Linked DNA regions of Mus musculus: all the other regions are linked to region 3. Evidence: chromatin contacts called from public HiChIP or PLAC-seq data. All regions are on one chromosome and are shown on one strand. The core of a region is the stretch at or near the end of the contact, and the rest is flanking DNA. Distances in the headings are between cores, read along the strand shown. Region 1 has its middle 26 kb from the start of Nxph3. Region 2 holds the start of Ngfr (nerve growth factor receptor (TNFR superfamily, member 16)). Region 3 holds the start of Dlx4os (distal-less homeobox 4, opposite strand). Region 4 has its middle 34 kb from the start of Ngfr.

Region 1 (3,030 bases), core at 169-2,668, 400 kb after region 3:
CAGCATAGGGAAACCGAGGCTGGCAGAATGGACACAGCTTGCTAGTGGCCCACGGGAACTGAGAGCAGAGGCCGAGCCCCCATCTCCCAGCTTAGGCCTGCTTCTAGGTGTTTCATCTCCAGCCTGTTCCTGTTCACAGGTCCCCTCCCCAAGATGAGGGTGAACCTCTGGCCTCAGCTCATTACCCTTGCAAGTCCCACTGGGTGAGCTTAGGGGCAGGGGGTGGGGGGGATAGCCAGTTACAGTTGGAACTGGGGCGGGCTTGTAAAAACCTCAGGGACCCTCCGTTGGGTAGGCCACTCCCAGAGAGACTTCTGACATGAATGAAGCCCCTGGCAACTCCCTAGAGCAACAGGCTCCCGAAGGACACAGCACAGGCTAGTGTGTGTGGACCACGGGGCTGCTTGCTTCTGTCCTGGCCCTTTGTGATCTGGTGAGAAGCAGGGCCTGGTGAAGACCTCAGCCTCATCCTTAGCAGCCCCAGTGGGAAACTGTCTCGTTCTCAAGAGCTCAGTTTCATTGAGTGTGCCCAGCTTTGGCCTCACACAACACCACTGTGAAAGGAAGCTATGGCCCCTGTTCTCAGGGAGCCCAAGGTGGCCAGCCCTGCCCTCTCTTCCGCAATCCATAAGCCATCCCTTCCTTTGCAGCTGGTCATTGTTGGTCTGTCTCCTGTGGGCTGGGATCCCTGAGCCTCTCTCACCTGCTGAGGTCTAGGCTGCCTCCTGTGCTCAGCCTGTGTGAAGCCTGATCCGTGGCAGATGTTCACAAAACACTGGGTTTGAACGGTGTGCTTTGAGAATCACAGTCCAGCTCCAGAGAGAATCCAGTTCCCTTGTCTTCACCCGGAGGTCATAAGGATACACCCTGTGTATCTCTTGAACACACATTTGCCTTACCAGGGCCCCCCACCTCTCCGAACTCATATCCCAACAGTTCCTTCTGGACCTCACCCCTTCCATGGCTCCCTACTGCTCTTGAGGACACCCCAGCTTTGTGCTTGGCATTCCTAGCTATTTCTCTACAGGTCCCATGCACATTTGTACCTCACCCCCAGACTCAGCCCTCTTTAGTAATCCCATGCATGCCTCTTCTCCCTGGCCTGGCTGGGCCATGCAAGGCCCCTGTTCTGCGGGTCCTGTTACCCTGTGTATCTCTCAGCATTTGTCGGGATCCCGTGGTTCTGAAACCCAGCCTTGAGCTCTGCACCGGGACAGACCCCACACCCCAGCCCTCCCTGCCCTGCCTCCTCCTCAGCCCTCTCCCTCCCTGCCCTGCCTCCTCCTCAGCCCTCTCCCTCCCTGCCCTGCCTCCTCCTCAGCCCTCTCCCGTTGGCTACCCCTCTATCACTAGCCACGTGAGGACAGACTTGTTTGTGATTTGCTTGTATGTTCAACATGAGCTCCAGATGGCCAGGTTGCTTACAACCTATGGCGAGCCCGTTGTCATAACCACAGCTGGCTGCACTCAAGGGTAGTCTCCGGGAGTCTGCAGGTGTCACCTCCCCTTGTGTTCCCAGGACCCCGTGCTGTGTGCTCATTGTCATTTTACAAAAAAGCAGACACCTCGAACCTTGACCAGGGACACTAGTGGGAGTGGGAAGCTGTGACCGAGCTGGGCTCCCTCTGGAGCGTCCTCCACACCCTGCCGTAACTATTTATCCTGTTCTACTTCCAGCCACACCCATTTCCGGTTTCTCTGTTTGAGAGCTGAGGGGAATTAGAAATCAGAGGGGGACACCACTGACCAGACAACCTCTGAATGCGGGATCTCTGGGAGTGAGGTGTGTGTCTTAACAATTCTGTAAGAATGAACGAACTTGGAGCCAAGAGGGCAGTCTGTATAGACAGTTTGCTGGGGTTGTTCGCGGGCGGAGGCAGGGGAAGGGTAGAGATATTACAGAGGACTCCTTGGGTCCATGCTGGGAGAGAGAGAGAGAGTTAAGCCACCCCCAGCCAGTCTGCTTGTTTGTCTGAGATGTCCCCTCTTTGCCCTTCTTCCTCTAGTCAGCCCAGCTGTGAGGCTGTCTGGGGCTGTCTGGGGCTGAAGGGTGTGAGGACATCTGGGTATTGAGGCAGTGAGACAGGGTCCCTGGGTTTCTGAGTTCCACACTGTGAGGTAAACGACCCAGGAACTCCCACAGTCTGGAGACACGTGGTTGGTTGTCTTGCTAACTGCATGGGCAGGAGGGCCAGCTCTTGCTTATTTTACATAAGGATGGATTGTGGGAAGATGCTGGGGTCCTGAGCCAGAGAAAGAAAATAAGAACAAAGGACAAAGAAGTGGCTTCCAGGATGACCCCATGTGTGGCAGAGCTGGGAAAGATCTCCTTGGGTGCCACCCACAGGACCTCCTCCAGGCTGCCTCCTCTCTGCAGGCTTCTGGCACATGCTAGCCTGAGTTTAACCCCCCCCCCCCCCAGTTCTTCATGTTTACAAGACCCACTTTCCCTTCTAGTGTGCAGCCTGTCTGTCTCTGATAATCTCCACCACTGGCTGGTCTCTAAGATCCCTGAGGTGTCTAGGCAGTGGTAGTAGGAGAAACATGGAGGTAGAATTCTTGACAAATGTCCAAGATGAGATGCTGTCATCACGTCCTTCCTGGTCACAAGGGTCCACACCTCCCCAATGTCCCTACCTTCTTCCCAGTCTGAACATAGACACTGTGTCCCAGATTGTACTGGCTGGGTTTGTGTCTACTTGACACAGCTGGGGTCACCAGAGAGGAAGGAGCCTCAGTTAAGGAAATGCCTCCATGAGATCCAGCTGTAGGGCATTTTCTCAATTAGTGATCAATAGGAGAGGGCCCAGCCCATAGTGGGTGGTGCCATCCCTGGGCTGATGGTCTTGAGTTCTATAAGAAAGCAAGCTGAGCAAGTCAGGGGAAGCAAGCCAGTTAGCAGCACCCCTCCATGGTGTCTGCATCAGCTCCTGCTTCCAGATTCCTGTCCTGCTTGAATTCCTGTCTTGACTTCCTTTGGTGATGAAAGGTGATGTGGAAATGCAAGCGGAATAAACCCTTTCCTTCTCA
Region 2 (2,700 bases), core at 154-2,653, 440 kb after region 3:
CGGAAGGAGCACGGAGGGCTCAGGGCCCGTGGCGGCTTAACTTAGAAGGGACTCAGTGCGCAGCCCAAGGCGCGCACGCAGCTCCCAACAGCAATCCCTCGCCCGCAGTGCCCCCTGCGGGTCGCCTGGGGTTTTGCATCCCCTAGCTGTGCGCTGCCGGAACCATCACAGCCTTGAGAGTCCCAGCGCTCCGCATCTCGAGAGCTGGCCGGCGTTTAATAGGGTAGGGGGATGCCCCGGCTCTGTCTCTCCGGGTCCACTGAGTTGCTTCAAACCACGTGAAAGGTTTGTCAAGGAACTACCCTAGAAGCGGATTTGCCATAGTGAAGTGAGCGCTCTCTTCCCTGCCTGGGATGCCCAGACGCAATTCCCGGACTGGGCGAGGCCGCTAGAAAGAGCGCTAGAACCCACGCGGGAAACGTCTGTGACTGGGCTGTCCTCATCGCATCGTCCTTGAGTAGACAGACAGGCGGGGCCCCGAGCACTTTAGGGTATGCACCTTCTTTCCATTTCTCTATCTCTTTTGTGGTTGTCTCTTTTCTGCCCTCCATAAAGCCCACTTCTCTCTCTTCAACCTCTCTGCCACTCCCGAATCGCTCCTTTCGATGCCCCTCCCCCCCATTGTCTGGCCGGTCCCCATTGTCCATACTGGGTCCCCTCTGCCTCCAGTCCCTCCAGCTGCCTCCCGCATTGTTCCGTCTCTAGCCCCTCACATCTTTAGTGCCGATCTCTTTCCCTTCCTTCTCTCTGCCCTACAACTCCCCAGGGACTAAGATGCTAAAGAGAAAACTCCCCTCGGGATCCCAAAATTCACACGCTGTCGTCAAAAGAACCCAGGCGCCCGAGATTCCCAAACCTCCCTCCACCCCACTCGAGACTGCTCCCAGTCTCCTACACCGCACCCGTCGTAGTGCTCAAGAACCAGCAGCAGCAAGCAGAACCAAGAACGGGTGTCGTTGCAACAGTCCTGTCTGCATCTCTATCCTGGGACTGGGTCGCCTCTGCGCTCTGAAAGTCCTAGAAGCTAGGAGCGCCCCTGTGGGTCATGATCCCGCAGCTCCTCCGCCACCCGTTGCCAGCATCTGGGACCTTAACGTCTTATTCTGTTCCCTGGGTGGTGGCACCCACATCCCCTTGGGGTTCAGCTCTTTGAAAAGGTTAACGGAGGTCCCTCCTACTAATCACTTACCCCTAGAAGCAGCAGCAGCAGCAGCAGCAGGCGCAGCCGGTCCATGGCGCTGCAGGCAGCACCTGCCCTCCTCATTGCTCGCCTCCGGCGACAGCGCTCAGCTTCTAGCTCAGTCCGCTCTGCGGACCGATGGTGCTGCGCGCTGAGCTGAGCTGCGCTGCGCTGCGCTCCAGCGCCCGCTGCCCGCCGGAGCTGGCGGAGGCTCCACTCGCTCTGGCTGCTAGCGGGCGGGAGCAGCTGGGTGAAGGCAATGCAGCAGCCCCGCCTCCTCCCCGCCCAGCCCGCCCAACTCCCCCCCCCCCCCAACCCCTCCGGAACCGCGCCCGCCCGGCTGCCTAGGGTGGGGAGTCCAGAGCAGTCAAGTGAGGCGTGAGAGGAGCCGCACCCGTGTGCCCCGCTGTGGCTTCTCAGTGGGCTGCCCCACGTACCCAGGGCACCTCCGGTTATGCTGAGCATAAGATGCTTCGGATCCAACGGGGGCCATTGCTCTCCTACTGATGAAGCCTGCCTCGGGGTTAACTCTCTTAAACATCTTTAGCCTAATTGCCTACCTAGCCCTTATTCCGAAAATGAGGCTGCCCTCCTTTTATGGTTGGATACACACCTTATTCCATTCTCTCTCTGTTCCAACTTGTGGAGGGATATGTTCCTTGGGGCCTTCAAGGTGAAATCTATCCCAATATCATAATTTGGGATATCTGTCTGACACTGTTTCTCTGTCTCTGTCTCTGTCTCTCTGTCCCTGTCTCCCCCTCTCCTACACACACACACACATACACACACACACACATGATAGAACCTAGGACCACACACACACACACACACACACACACACACACATGATAGAACCTAGGACCACACACACACACATGCTAAGCAAGCATTGTATCACAGAACTCTATCTCCAGCCTTTCATGAGCTTGAATGAGTCACAGGTGTGCACATAAACCCCAGGAATACACAAACACACTCTCAAGTGCACCTGTACGTGTGTGTGTTGACGTACTGACATCTGCCTATACCGTCCCTCAGGCATTCATATAGACCTGCTCATCCTACAAGGGCTCCTAACACAGACCAGACATACATCAATGCACACAGGCTGACATTCACATATACACTCCTACACACTCACATGTGTGCACTGCACAGTGGTAGTCACACAAGCCCACATCTGTATTTTGCCCTCAAATGCACACACACACACACACACACACACACACACACACACACACACACACAGAGTATACAGACAACACACAAACATGATTACATGAGTTTGTGAGTTTCCTACGGGCAGGGACAGTAGTGTCTTCTCTGACCACCCAAGTGTTCAGTCATGGAGGGGATTCAAGGGGAGAGCTGTTGAATGGATTCAACATCCACAGACTCATCCGTGAGCTGTGTAGGCCTTCTGAGGATCACACTGGCCATGCTCTAGAAGCGTGGCACATCAAACCACCTGTATGCCAAGGAATGTGCAGTCAGTCTTTCAGAAGAAACACCGCCCC
Region 3 (2,951 bases), core at 143-2,642:
TTCTTCAGTCCATTGTTCTTGGACCAAGCTAGGGAAGGCATATGGAAGACAGGTCCACCTTATTGCCAGACAGGTCTCCCAATAAGGACAGGTTCTTCCTCTCCAGTCCCAAAATGCACACTGTCTGTCCTCATGTGCACACACAGGACGGATAGCAGGTTGCCCGACTTGTCCTCAAACTCAGGACCCCCCTTGCCTTTACTTCCCCAGTGTATATTAGTATATCTAAAAAGAAGAGTCCAAGCGGTTCCTTTGTAGATCTGTATGCAAAACTCTGCCACTCAGACGGACTGTCCCTCCTCCAAGGAGACCCAGCAACCTAGCAGGCCCACCCCCACTCTGCTCCAGAAAGCTGTTAACTTTCTGGGGTCCTGAGAAGTTCCTAAAGTCCCCTTTCCTGGCTCCGTCCATTGAGGAAAGTGAACTTGCCCTGGTCCAGGAGCCTGGAAAAAAAAGTTGTGTCCTGGATCTATCTATATGCATTCCTTCTATCTCAGTTTCTCCAACCATAGAACAAGGAATGTGAGCCTCTATTCTAATGTGGTTTTGGTTGGGGGTGTATGTGTCATGAATTTATGCCAGAATGACCAGGGAAAAGGAGAGAAACATCTTGGTTTGGGGCTGATTATGTGAAGTCACATCACAGACTTGCGCATCTTCGAGGACTATGCCAAGAACAATTGGACCATTTTGATGTTCAAGGAGTCAGTGGGTCTATGGAGAGCATCCTCGTACTGCCAGCCAGGGTCTGTCAGTTGGGCTGTGCATAGGTCGGAGCTAGGAAGGCCAGCTGCTCCCCTGTCTTCACCGAAGCCTTCCAGTGGAGCTCAGATTTGCTGCAGGCAACCGAAGCTGGGTCTAATGTATCCCAAAGTTAAAGGTGGAGATGGTAAAGATGTCTTAGGCACAAGGCAGAGGAGGCCAGGGAAAGAGCTGGAGACTGGTAGACCAGCCTGTAAGTTTATTATTTGAGCAACAGTTGGTGGGGGTCTTATACCCAGATCCTGCAGGGTATAGGCACCTCCAGGAAAAGGGGGTGGGGCCCAGGAAAGGAGAAGGAACCCAGCCTAGTTGTCTACCTATCTCCAACTGGAAACTGATTTCTGTTTAGTAGTGTTTGATTTATATACTGGTTTCTGAGACCAGAACTCAAAAGGGATGATGTCGGAACGGAGTGAAGGATGAGGAGAATCACAGGGAAGGGGTTAGATCTCCACCTCTCCATCTGGATTAGGGCAAATTTCCGTTACACAGGTACTCACACAGCTCCACTGCTCCAGGGGGTGGGGTAGGGAGCCCTCCCGCCTGGCTTTTCAAAACTGCAAATCGAAACCAGGTCGAATTTAAAAAGGAGACCTAGATCAACTTGCCTCCGCTCCTCCCCCATCCTTCGCCCTCCCCCTACCGCAGATTCCTGGGTATCGGAGAGAGAAGCGTTTGAATCCCTCTAGTTGCGCGCAAGCAGAAGAACGCGAAATTTATGCAAAGACAACCCAGACCCCAGAGGTGAGGAGAGCCGCCGCGGTCACACTTACCTGCTTCGAGCTCCTGCGGGTGTTCAGCCGGCCTGTGAAAGGGCTGAGATGGCGCCACCAATTGTTGCTGGCGGGGCAGGTAGGAGTCTCCTGGGGTTGCCGGCCCAGGGTGGGAATAGGACCGGGGGTGGCCGTAGGACTGGGAGTAGGACAAATCGGGAGAAGCTGCGGTTCCCGGGGATAGTCCGAGCGGGTAAGCAGCCACTACCGACAGGGCGGGGGCGAGGTCCGGGAAGACAACGTTGGAGGCACCACGGTCAGGAAGGGGACAGGGTAAAGAGGTCATTGCGGCCGGTGCCGGGCCACAGGGCCTAGGTCATGGCCCGCACGCTGTCTACTCTTTCTGCCAGCTCCTTTCAAAGTCTCCAGCTCCAGCAAGCCACTCTTACACTTCAGATGCCTGGAAAAATGTCTCTCTGAGCCTCTTCCGGCAGAGAACTCGCACCCGGGAAAGGGTTTTTTGGGGTACCCCGTGGTTTTACCCTTCCCCATCTTTTCCTCTGGGTTCGGTTCCCGGGACCCCAGGGGTCCCCCGCCCACTTAGACACCCCGGATTGGCTATTCCTTGGTGACCTCAAGCTGAGCCCGCCCCCCACCCCTCGTGTTAGCGTGCACCGGGAAACGGGAGGGATGCGAGCTCCGGACCCCACATCCCTGCATCAACTCCGAGTTCCTGGGGAATCGGTAGAGTCAGGAAGTCTCAGTAACGATGTTCAAGGTGCTAGGAAATTGGGCCTGGGATGGCTAGGGGACGAGGGAAGCTGCGCGGTAACTAGAGACGCTTTGGAGACTCAGAACCTGTGTGCGCGTCGCGCGGGTCTGCATGGCCCCACGCTGCCAGGGCTCTGCGAGGGAGTGGAAAAAGCAGCTAGCCAGCGCCGGCCGCTTATTCAGCGCGTCGGAATGCGTAGCTGCAGAGCGATGGCAGTTTGTTGGTAAACAGACGCTGGGGCCTGGAGGGTGCCGCCTGGCGCCCAGCCTGCCCCGCACGCGCGTGGCGCGCACGCCCCCGCCGAGCGCCCAGAGCCTGGCACGCCGCGACCGCCGCCACTGCGCCTCACCACCCCCAATGCAAGCTTCCGCTTCCGGCAGGGGCCCCGGTTTAGTTGCGACACCACAGCTCCTGCAGGCCCTTGAGGCTGCTGGAGGGAATCTGCTGTCTGGGATTCGCCTGTACCGAGCCCCGCCTTTTCTGGCACTCTGCAAAATGTAGCCTCCCAGGAACTGGGGCAAAATCTGGGAGTGGGGATGAATCTAGTTTGATGGCTCCTGGGAGGGCACAGAAAATATGGCTAACTCCATTGTACTTCCAGACTGTGTTCGGGACCTGTCTCTTAGCAGGACAGGAGGCCTTAATGAACACCATGTATGCAAGCATCTGTTGCCACGTGCACAAAAATACATAGAGTCTTCATC
Region 4 (2,818 bases), core at 313-2,812, 480 kb after region 3:
CTGGACCTTTGGAAGAGCAGTCGGGTACTCTTACCCACTGAGCCATCACACCAGCCCCGACCCCTTACTACTTTCAAAGTGAAATATTAAAAGACCCTCAAGGTAGGCCTAGGTTTCTAGACTCTAGCTCCTCCCTGTCAGAGTCCAGTGAGCTACTGGCCTCATGGGATTCCTTGCCTTGCCTAGAATGTACTATAGGCTTTTACCCTTGCTGTCAGCCCCGACATCCTCCCCTCCCCACCCCACCCCACCCCCACCCACCTAGCAAACCATCTTGTCTTTCCATGATCAGCTAAGATCAGTTAAATGGCATCTCCTCTGGGAAGCTGGTCCAGCCCTCCCCGGCAGGATGGATGACACGGTCCAGCCCTGGGCTCAGACTGCTAGCCTAGCATTTTCACACTTCCCAGCAGTTAGCAGCTGGCCCATCCAGCACTTTTGCTAAGAGGCCTGGGACAGGGTCCAGGGCATGCTGACCTCTACTTCTGTGACCTGACACATTTATGTTCAGCAAAGGACTTAGGAGAACTAACCCCCCCAGTTGAAACCACCAGAGACAGGCCGCTCACTAAGCTCTTCCGGAAGTTGGCTGTGATCTCTGTGGCCTCTGGGCTCACATCTGTCTGATCTGGATGTCAGATGGACTGTCACATGGGTAACTGAGTAGAGTCAGGGGATCAGACTCTGGACTGAAGTGGGGGGAACTATAGATGAGTTCCTGTTGTTCCGTGTGGGCCTGTTTGCTTATGTTTACCTGTTAAATAAAGTGACAAGCCCTTCAGAGATTCCCTCCCGGTGCTCTGGGGCTTACAAGCATATTATGGCTTGGGGATTTTGTGACTGGGGCTGGCACTGTGGAGCTTACACTGAGTGTGAGTGAAGACTGTTCAGGGCAGACAGGAGCTCTCCCAGGAAGTGTCTCCCCAGAGAAGGAGGGATGACTTGGGGAGGGGTCAGGGTAGACACACTAGGAGGTGGGGACTCTTTCAGAGTCAGTAATTGTGAAAATCAATGGCATGGCCGGAGGCAGGAGACCAAGGAAAAGCCTGGGGGACTAGATCCCAGGAAATGAAGGGGGCGGGGTACAGTATCCTTCAACAGGGCTCAGCCTGGGGTAGGGGTGGGGGGAGAGAGAAATGCAAAGTAAGGGTTTAGCATTAGAATCTTGGGAAGAAGGGCAAGGAGACTTTGGGCTCAATGAAAATATATGTGTATGCAAATTCATTGTTTGTGTTTAGCTGGACAAGTCAAGTCGTGGTCCCTAAGACACCCCTCCCTCCCAAGCTCAGGCTGAAGTTCTGCCTCTGACTCAAGCGTGCTGTGGGCCGAGTAATTCCCGCCCTACCTTTAAGCTCTTCTCTGCCTTGAAATGCTGCCTTGTCCTCGAACATCTCTGGGAGTCGAAGCCCTTGCAGGCATCCCTTCAGTACCCCCGTGTCGAGGCAAGTTTATTTCTAACCCCTCTACTTCCAGGCCCCAGTTCCTTCCGTGCCAGCTCTCCCCGGCTTTTCCCCTCCGTGTGCCCCCTGCCTCTCTGCTCCACAGCTTCCCACAGTGCAGTCCTTCAGCCTCTCTCTAAGGTCCCGGTTTGGCAACTCAGGGTGGTGGGAGCAGACTGTGGGAGGCCAGGCCAGACCTCCCACCCTTTCTCCTTCCTCGTCACCCTGTGACGCCACCCGAACCCACACCCATCCCACAGGAGGAAAACAACAGACACTGGGGGTCCTGAGGAGGGAAGAGAGACAGACCCTGTGTGGGGTCTGAAGGGGTCCTGAGGTGGGGGTTGGGGAGAAGTGGAAGAAGGAGGTAAAACACACCATTACTCTCCAGCAGGAGCCGCTCCTGGGGCTGGAGGTGCCAGTGCTGACTGGGAGCTGGAAGGCACTATTGTCTGGCCCACCCCTTTGATCGTCCCTCGCCAGCTCCCTAGGAGGCTGTTAACATCCTTCTTTATGAGCTGGGGTTGAGCCAAGCCTCTCACCTCATCTGAAGCTCCCTGGCGGCTGCCTTTGGTCTTCTCACCATGCCCGGCGCCTGTACTGGGGACCTGTGGCTCTTTTCCACGCGCCAACAACTTCAGGCCTGGTAAGAGATCCAATGGACCAGCCAGTCTCTGTTCTCATGTGCTCCTAGGTGGATGACAAGCAGGTAGGGTACTTTTGGCCAACAGTCTAAAGCAGTGGTGCTCAACCTTCCTAACGCTGCGACTCTTTAGTACAGTTCCCCATATTATGGTGACACCCAACCATAAAATTATTTTGTTGCTACTTCGTAACTGCAATTTGCCACTGTTATGAATTGTAATATAAATGTCTGTTATTCAGGATATCCGATATGCAACCCCTGTAAAAGGGTCATTCGACCCCTGAAAGGGTCATGACCCACAGGTTGAGAGCCATTGGTCTAAAGAGCCAGAGTCTTGAATGAGTGACCTCAGTGGGCTTCCTGGAAGAGGCAAGGAGAGGACAGAGGATCTAAGGAAAAGGAGGGAGGGAAGTGGACCAAGCATGAAATGGAGGTGAGGAAGCAGGCCATCTCACAAGCAGAAATGATGCCACCCCTGAGCCTCAATTGGTTTGCCTGTACAATGGGCCAACACTTACTTCCCTAGGATCAGCCAGTACATGAAGTTAGAGTCCACGCTGTCTTTGCTCTCACTTCTTGGACTGTCTTCCTCTCTGAGAGTCTTCCAAAGGGGCCAGCCCCTTCCCGGGACCTCAGTATCCAGCTGTATCCAGAAACATCTGCCTCTCTTGTAAGAAGTCCCCACAAGGCTCTGAGTGGGGGAGGGGGGAGGAGGTAGAGCACTGGAAGGCAG

The links. HiChIP or PLAC-seq counts read pairs in DNA pulled down with a chosen protein or histone mark.
Region 1: an H3K4me3 HiChIP or PLAC-seq map of embryonic stem cells shows a contact between it and region 3, with 21 read pairs. The contact joins the enhancer-like site here to the promoter of Dlx4os in region 3. A contact is called at or near these places in 1 of 39 promoter capture datasets (the C10 cell line), 1 of 484 Hi-C or Micro-C datasets (embryonic fibroblasts), 3 of 115 datasets of contacts at active chromatin or transcription factors (embryonic basal ganglia, embryonic stem cells and forebrain) and 3 of 9 other capture datasets (adipose tissue, liver and macrophages).
Region 2: an H3K4me3 HiChIP or PLAC-seq map of embryonic stem cells shows a contact between it and region 3, with 44 read pairs. The contact joins the promoter of Ngfr here to the promoter of Dlx4os in region 3. A contact is called at or near these places in 7 of 39 promoter capture datasets (the C10 cell line, HPC-7-derived erythroid cells, cranial neural crest and 4 more), 1 of 484 Hi-C or Micro-C datasets (embryonic stem cells), 4 of 115 datasets of contacts at active chromatin or transcription factors (embryonic forebrain, embryonic stem cells and pancreatic cancer cells) and 3 of 9 other capture datasets (adipose tissue, liver and pancreatic islet).
Region 4: an H3K4me3 HiChIP or PLAC-seq map of embryonic stem cells shows a contact between it and region 3, with 22 read pairs. The contact joins the enhancer-like site here to the promoter of Dlx4os in region 3. A contact is called at or near these places in 3 of 39 promoter capture datasets (liver, pre-B cells and stem cell-derived epiblast-like cells), 1 of 484 Hi-C or Micro-C datasets (B cells) and 1 of 115 datasets of contacts at active chromatin or transcription factors (embryonic stem cells).

What each region holds. Positions count from the first base shown.
Region 1 is chr11:95,539,518-95,542,547 of GRCm38.p6, forward strand. No RefSeq gene overlaps it. Among named protein-coding and RNA genes, the nearest start is that of Nxph3, 26 kb to the left of the region's middle. Within about 2 kb of position 1,419, at least 24 of the 459 cell types and tissues checked have an H3K27ac peak or open chromatin away from gene starts, as enhancers often do. A contact at or near this core is called in embryonic stem cells, where this site is marked.
Region 2 is chr11:95,586,295-95,588,994 of GRCm38.p6, forward strand. Ngfr (nerve growth factor receptor (TNFR superfamily, member 16)) reads right to left here and starts at 1,404. Exons shown (of 6, transcript NM_033217.3): 1 at 1,190-1,404. The coding sequence starts at 1,264.
Region 3 is chr11:95,143,661-95,146,611 of GRCm38.p6, forward strand. Dlx4os (distal-less homeobox 4, opposite strand) reads left to right here and starts at 1,393. Exons shown (of 3, transcript NR_040279.1): 1 at 1,393-1,614. It overlaps Dlx4 (distal-less homeobox 4), which reads right to left and starts at 2,141. Exons shown (of 3, transcript NM_007867.4): 1 at 1,536-2,141. The coding sequence starts at 1,821.
Region 4 is chr11:95,620,694-95,623,511 of GRCm38.p6, forward strand. No RefSeq gene overlaps it. Among named protein-coding and RNA genes, the nearest start is that of Ngfr, 34 kb to the left of the region's middle. Within about 2 kb of position 1,563, at least 39 of the 459 cell types and tissues checked have an H3K27ac peak or open chromatin away from gene starts, as enhancers often do. A contact at or near this core is called in embryonic stem cells, where this site is marked.